2 separate regions of the Gossypium hirsutum genome follow, and region 2 is linked to region 1. The links are chromatin contacts, called in public Hi-C maps. All regions are on one chromosome and are shown on one strand. The core of a region is the stretch at or near the end of the contact, and the rest is flanking DNA. Distances in the headings are between cores, read along the strand shown.

Region 1 (3,688 bases), core at 1,161-3,660:
GAGAAGAAGATCCACCACCACTGCACAGTTTCCCAATTCTTCAGGTATGGGACCAGTCAACCTATTGTGTGACAGATCGAATACTCCATGATGCTGCACAAAGCTCAAGTCGGGCAGATTAGCCTGATGGAAATATGAAGATGGTTTCCAAGGGATGGAACCGGATAGATTATTGTGAGAAAGAACCAGGCACTGCAGCTGATCAAGGTCTGCAAGTTCCATGGGAATTGATCCACTGAAATTGTTGTTTCCAAGATCCAGCGTTGTCAATGCTTTGCAGTATCCAATTTCAACAGGTATATTTCCTTCCAAGAAATTCGAGTTCAAGTTTAGCACAGAAAGAGCTGTGAGATTGCCGATCTCCTTTGGTATATTTCCCTTCAAACGATTACCGCTAAGAACAAGCGTTTCCAATGTAACCGCATTTCCAATATCAACTGGCAGAGTCCCCTCTAGCATATTATTTCCAGCAGAAAACTCCATCAAACTATTTGAACTCCATAAACTCACAGGAATGGTACCAGTGAAATTGTTGGAGTCAAGGTCAATAACCATCAATGGAAGCTCTGAAAGATACTCTGGGATTGAACCATTAATGTGATTATTGAGCAAAACCAACTGAGCAAGATTTCTACAGTTCACAAACACATCCTCAATGGTAACCGAAAGGTTATTACCATCGAGATCAACCTCAAAGAGTGATTTTGCATTGCATAACTCTCTTGGTATCGAACCCGACAACTTGTTATTGCTCAAACTAAGGTGCTTAAGCCTTGAGCAATTCTCAATTTCAGGAGGGATGTTACCTGAAAAGTGGTTGTTTGAAAGTAGCAAAGACTCCACCTGGGTCCATTTCCCAAGCCAAGGTGGCAGTGGCCCAGAAAGCTGGTTCGTTTCAGCAGAAAACGTCAGCATAGGCAAACTTGAAAGCTCCTCAGGCAAGGACCCGGACAGCGAATTGAAAGACAGCATCAACATCATCAAATTCCGGCAGTTCCCAAGCTCCGCTGGTATTGAACCATTGAGCTCGGTGTAGACGAGGTTCAATATAGTCAAATTCTGTAACTTTCCTATAGACTTTGGAATGGAACATTTCAATGGGTTATAAGAAAGGTCGAGCTTGGTGAGTGATTTTAGATTGGATAGTTGTTTAGGCAAAGGTCCTGTTATGGAACAAGAGGGTGAAAAAAAGTTCTCAAGGAGTGAAAGTTTACCAATTTCAGGTGGTATTTTCCCTGTAAATTGGTTGATTCCAATGTAAAGAGCGGTCAGGTTTTTTAGCTCACCAATTTCAGGCGGGATATTACCAGAGAAAGAATTGTTGGAAATATCCAGAGAGGTTAAAGACTGAAGGTTTTCAAAGAGTGTTGAAGGGAAAGAACCTGAAAGGAAATTGTTAGCCAGGTCCAAGAACTGTAGCTGAGTTAACTGTCCAAGCTTAGCCGGCACTGTGCCAGTGAGTGCATTGGTGGAAAGTTCTAGCGTCCGAAGTGCATTCAGGCTGCCCAGCTCGGAAGGGATGTTTCCGGTGAAAGAGTTAGACCCGAGTTTGAGGGTCTTGAGGAGAGTCAACTCGGCCAACTCAGTCGGAATTTGGCCAAAGAAGGAGTTAGAGGACAGGTCTAGGAGGGTGAGGTTTGAGAGGGACGAAAGGGACGGAGAGAGAGAACCTGTCAAGGACCGAGATGGAAGAGAAAGCGAGGTGACTCGGCCGAGCCGACAAGTGACACCATCCCACTTGCAGAAATGAATTCTTTGGTTCCATGATGATAGAAAATGAGGGTTTTGAAGCCCTCTTTTGAAGGAAACCAGAGCTTCCCTGTCTGGGTTTCCGTCCGCTTGCTCTATCGTTGCCCCTGATATCGATAACAACAAATGAAGGAAACAGAGGAAGTGAAACAAAAGCTTAAACTCCATAGCCAAAAGAAGAAACAGTAATATTTACAGGGGAAGATGGGAAAGAAGAGAAGAGATAAAAGATAAAAATGGAAGGATGATAATGGCCATAGGCAAGGGGAGTAAATTCTGAAGAAAGGTTTGGGTGAACTTTAAAGAAGAAGACACCATAGCCAACGTAGCTCACGTGACTGGAGCTTTTGTAACTGCAATCCTCAAATCTCAATCGTGTTTCCTTTAATATATATATATCTTTTTATTGAGAGAAAAATCCCACATGAGTTTTGATTGATCATATATTACAAGTACCCCTGAGGCTGAATCTTTGGTTTGGAATTATTATACGATAGGAACAAAAATCTTTTGATTTGTATATTAAACAAACGAGCTATAAAGGGCCCCTACTTCAGAGAATCCGGCTCTTGTCTCTTTTCTTTAATTTTCGCTTTGATAAAATTAGCACACTATGGATGATTGTGGTTTAAGGCCTAAAAGCTGAGATATCCTTTTGTTTATTTCCTTGGGTTGTTAGAAGAAATACGTTTTATTTAAATAAAAGTGCCCCAACCCAAATTTGCTTCTTCAGTGCAGCTGTAGGTGCACTGTACAATTTTCTGCCGAATCTCTGATACTCAAAGATTTGGGGAAATTATTGAAAGATGGAAGAGATAGAAATTTAGTGAAAAAGGTGTAGTAAACGATGTGGTTGTTTGTAAGCGTGAAATGTGTGTCGTCGCCCTTCATCTTGAGATTTTCAGTAGTCAGAACAGATTGCTTTATAATGGAATCTCAATTATCAACCCCCCAAAAATGAAGCAACAGAGTAAAAGAACTGGACTAAACTGAAGAGGTGAAGATTGCGGAGCATGGCATTGGGAACAAGAACTTACAGAAACCAGGGCTTTAATTTCATTGGCAGACAAATTATTATTATTATTATTATTATTATGGTTAAATCGCTATTTAAGACTTAAAAAAAAAAATCAACTTCACCCAAATAAAAATTTCTACAGATCCATCCTGGTTTTGTATTTTTGTGATGCAGGTCAGTTATCAGATGAAAATTTTGGACGCATTATTATGTGAGAGTGAGAGGGAGTGGTCCCTTAAAATTATGGACCCCTACATTTCCTTCCGATGAGACGGTCCAGATGCTAATTTCGGTCAGGTGCATTATTCCAATTGACCTTATTGCCCCTTCACACTCTTAAATTCATGTTAGAGAATAGGACCTATTAGGTATTAATAAAATAATATTTGATTCTAAAATTTTAAAATTTAATATTTTTTTTCAATAATGAATTAGTTTTAAACCTGAAGATTATTTTTGGTCGAAATTATAACTAATAATTGCCTTAATTTTATTTATATTTTTTTAAACAAATATTAGTAATTGCCTTAATTTTATATTTTACAGGAATAAATGGTTTGGGATGTGCAAAAGGACAAGGCATAAGGGCTCTCTTAATTTACATAGAAAAAAGGAGTGTATCTTATAGGGGCGGTGTCTGTTTTGAGTTGCTTGTAAGGACATGAGAACCTGATGTAGGCTGAGTTGTCCCTTCGGTCCCACTTAGAGCAATACATGGATCGGCTGGTTCGCAAAATCTGGCCACCCCGACAAACAGTTTTTGTTTATAGGAAAGAGAGAAAATATTTTTTAAAAATATTTTTATTTAAATTTAATTATAAAAACATATAAATATTAATATAATAGTACATATTTTATTTTTTTATGCTTATTATATAAAAAATATCTATAACATTATTCAATAATCAATTGAACTCTCAA
Region 2 (3,936 bases), core at 1,386-3,885, 990 kb after region 1:
TAATTCATCCATTGCTGACAAAGCAACATCTACAAAGGCTGACCTGTCATACTGCATTTCATTGACCATAGGTTTCACTATGGACATCATAGACCCATCACCGAACTCAAATCCCATTGGCAAGGACGTTCCTGCATTGTTCAGGCCACCAAAACCATTCCTTCCAACTGCAAGCTCCAAATTGGAGTTTAAGCCGTGAGGAGGAATAGGACTACCAGAGGATGAGAGAGGCCTGCCCAAGAACTTGTTTGTTAAAGCACATATCCGGGTTAGTTCATCTTTTAAACGAGCATTCTCAATCCTAAGTTGGTGCTGCTCATAAGATATTTCACCGGGCACTGCCGGACCACCACAACTGCTGCATATTGGGGCTGTCATTGCCTGCTTCAACAAATCATTTTCGGCTCGGAGTTTGTCATTCTCTTGCCTAAGAATTACATTTTCATGGCGTTCCAATTGGGTCTGGTTAAAAGGATAAATTTTCATCATTAGCAATCTCAAACTCAAGTTTAAAATTCAATAAACAAAAAACAAAATAGATTATCAACTTACCTTCATCTGGGTTCTCCTGTTTTGAAACCAAAACTTTATTTGCTTGCCCTCTAAGCCTAGCCTCCTGCTAAGTTCCATTCTTTGTTTTTCATCAGGATGAGGACACTCCTTGAAGAAACTAGAGAAGAGAAAGAGATAAACTTCAATAAGCAAATCCATAAATTAAAAATAAAGAGAAAAAGAATTCCTTAGGCTAAAGTGAAATGTAAGTAAGCATACGATTCAAGCTCTTGTATTTGACGTGGAGTGTGCCTGTGGTACTTCTTCTTCTTAGACGGTCCATCGGCAGCAGCATCCTGATCATCACCGGAAGCAACATCAAAATTATCACTTTCAGACCTAATCTCGTATCCGTCTTCCTTCATCCTCCCAACAAAACCCGGATCAAAGTTTTCCCCAATCAGCCCCATCTCACCATGACCATCCATTCTTTTCTGCACCAAAACCAAGTCCCCTAATAAATGACCCATCTTAAAAATAATAACAAACACACAGCAAAGCTCAGAAAAAAAAGTAGGTAATAAATTAATTGAAGGACAATGGACTAGAGAGAGAGAGAAAGAGAAAGAGAGATGGGGGGAGGGGGAGGGAGAGGGAGATGAGCCAGTACATATGAGAGAGAAAGGGAGGGAGAGCTTAGCATAGATATGGGAATATGTTGGGTGAGAAGAGGTGGCTCAACAATGGCATAACTTAGCATGTTGTTTTGTGGAACAAAATCAGCCACAACCACCCTTGCACCCGAACTACCACTGTCACTGCTGCTACTACTGTTGATCAAACCCCCAAAACTCATTAAATTAGGAAAAAAAGAGAGACAGAAACCAATTATTTTTAATCTCACACTCCCTCTATTATTTCATATCGTCTGTTTTTCTATGTTGATTGAAACGGTCACTATCACTTTCACAAGGTTGTGCTTCAGTTTTGTTTCGCTTTCTTGTCCATTAATTTGACCTTACAAAACAATACCCAGATTAAGCTAAAGTCTAAAACCTTTTTGACAATTTCATCTCAACAAATCCAGAATGACAAGGCTGTCTACCTTGTCAACGCCCATGCATGACACCTCTCTCTCTCTCTCTAAAAGACTCAAATATTGTTCTCTCTCTCAAAAAAAGTCAGTTTAAGAAAGAGAAAACAGTGGAGGAACAGGACAAGAGAGACCACCTTTTTATCTTGTAATAAAAATAATAAGAAACAACGAGTTCACACCTTCTCTTTTATGTCTTTACCTAAGTCCAGCGTCTCAGCCAGGGAAATCCCTGAAAAAACTCCATGGAAACACTGACAAATATGAAAACCCTAAATTTTCACAGCATCATGCTTGACCAATTGTTTGTCAGCATATTTGACAAAATTGAAAAGGACCCACAGAGAAAAGGAAAAAGCAAAACCAAATACACAAAAAGGCAAAGCTTATCTCTTTCACATTCACACTATTCAAACACCATATGACGTAGCAATAACCAGAATCAAAGGCATGAAAAAACCCAGTTGACCTCTTTCTCTTTTTTTCCCCTCTCTCTCCATCTTCCAGTGCAAGTAAAGAAAATAAACAGGCTGAAAGAAATAAATGCACAAAAACAAGAACCCAAACCCAAAAAAAGCTAGTACCTTTTTTATTTTTATTTTGACAGTGAGCAAAGGTCAGTATTTTTGAACAGAGTGGAATAGATACAGGTTATCAGATCCTTCTCTCTCTCTATTTAACTGTTGGGATCTGTACAAGAAGTAAGAAGGACAAAGTATATAATAAAATATATGAAAGCTTTTCTTTTTCTTTATTTTAGATTAAAAGAACCCAAAAAAAAAATCACTACTACTAATTATAATGGTGGTTGGATCGTTGGAAGCTGTGAAGATACTGCAAGCTGACTTACAAAGAAAAAGGGAGAGAAAATCAATAGTCAAACTCGTTAATCCTTTGTTTAATATCAAATGGAAATGAAAAAAACTCTCGATCTTATAAACCCTAATGAAGACTGTAGCGATCTCTCATTCTCTCTGTCTTTTTTTTCCTTTAATTTTCAATTTTGATGGTATTTTCTTCCTCTTCTTCTTCTCCCTTTTGTCTTCCCCATAAATATGATATTTAATTAATATAAAGAGGAAATCAAGAGCTTAATGCAGTGTGGGACCCACTACCTCCCAAAACCGGGTTTTGCCGTTTTAGGATATCCGCCTTTCACGCGCTACCCCCGCGCTTGTGTCTGTCCGCGACACTCGTAGTTCTGACGAGTTTAAATCCTGTGTGCTCGATACTCTCTACGCCCGCTTATACAACTTACGAATGGAACCTATCCGAAAATGACACGTAAAAGCTGAGATAAAACTCTGGACATTCAGGGTACTGTTTAGGGTCAATACGGTACTTCTGCAAATATAGATGGGGACAGGGTCTAGATTCCTAAATCTAATTCGGCCGTGATAGTTGGCCCTGTTGTAACCCTAATTTGGACGACAACTCATTTTTTATTTTTCTTTTAAAATTTTAATTTTACAAATATATCTGACTTAAGATTTGGTTTTGATTTTAAGATTGTCTCAAGTTTTATTATCACTTCAATTTCCCTAAGCTTAAGAAAATCAAAGCAATTATTGGAGGAAACGTTCACTAAACTCTTATTGGATCATTTGCTAATATAGATATTTTTAGTACATCTTTTCATTACAATATTTTTATATTTTATAAGTAAATTTTACAGTTTATACTTAAAGGTTTATAATTATTTTTTAATAGTATCATTTTAAAAATTCCAACTAATATTATTTCCTTAAAAGTTTTATATTTTTCTTATTACAACGTACAAGTGTTTAAATTTTGATTAAAACTAAATTAATTAATTAAATCAATTTAATTTAATTAATCGATCGATTAATTGATCTAATTTGGTCAAAGGTCGATTAATGATTTTTTTGAAAGCTCAATTATTGGTTAATTTAATTTAAAAGTTTAATTTTTTTGAAAGTTCAGTTAATTCAGTTAATACTAGTTCAATTTGATTAACCGTTTAAATACTCCTACTCGTTGGTTTATTATATTTTTTAGGCTACTGAATTATTTAAAATTATTTAATAAGTTAGGACTCATCATCATATGCATAATAATTTTAATAAATATAAAATAATTTTATAAAAATAACATTCTTTTGAATAATAAAAATCACATTTTTAAATACAATTAATGAAACATGATTATTTTTTTAACTTTAATTTCATTATAAGTTTTTGTCATATCTTTTCTTTTTATACAATGCATAAAACTACTTATAGCTCATCCTCAACCCTTAAATAGGAGGATAATTAATACGCTTCAACTCACTAAAACTAACGACTTTCTACACTAGTAACAATGTTAATACCAATCGAGATAAGACTCAA

Evidence for each region. Hi-C and Micro-C count contacts between places; a contact is called where the count stands out from the background.
Region 2: a contact with region 1 is called in a Hi-C map of leaf, with 3 times the contacts expected there. The contact joins the promoter of LOC107946472 here to the promoter of LOC107910011 in region 1. A contact is called at or near these places in 2 of 34 Hi-C or Micro-C datasets (both in leaf).

What each region holds. Positions count from the first base shown.
Region 1 is chrA08:64,749,176-64,752,863 of Gossypium_hirsutum_v2.1, forward strand. LOC107910011 (leucine-rich repeat receptor protein kinase EMS1-like) reads right to left here and starts at 2,411. Exons shown (of 1, transcript XM_016837773.2): 1 at 1-2,411. The coding sequence starts at 1,917.
Region 2 is chrA08:65,742,267-65,746,202 of Gossypium_hirsutum_v2.1, forward strand. It overlaps LOC107946472 (homeobox-leucine zipper protein ANTHOCYANINLESS 2), which reads right to left and starts at 2,636. Exons shown (of 11, transcript XM_016880826.2): 1 at 2,436-2,636; 2 at 2,170-2,275; 3 at 1,768-1,817; 4 at 772-986; 5 at 553-670; 6 at 1-462. The coding sequence starts at 980.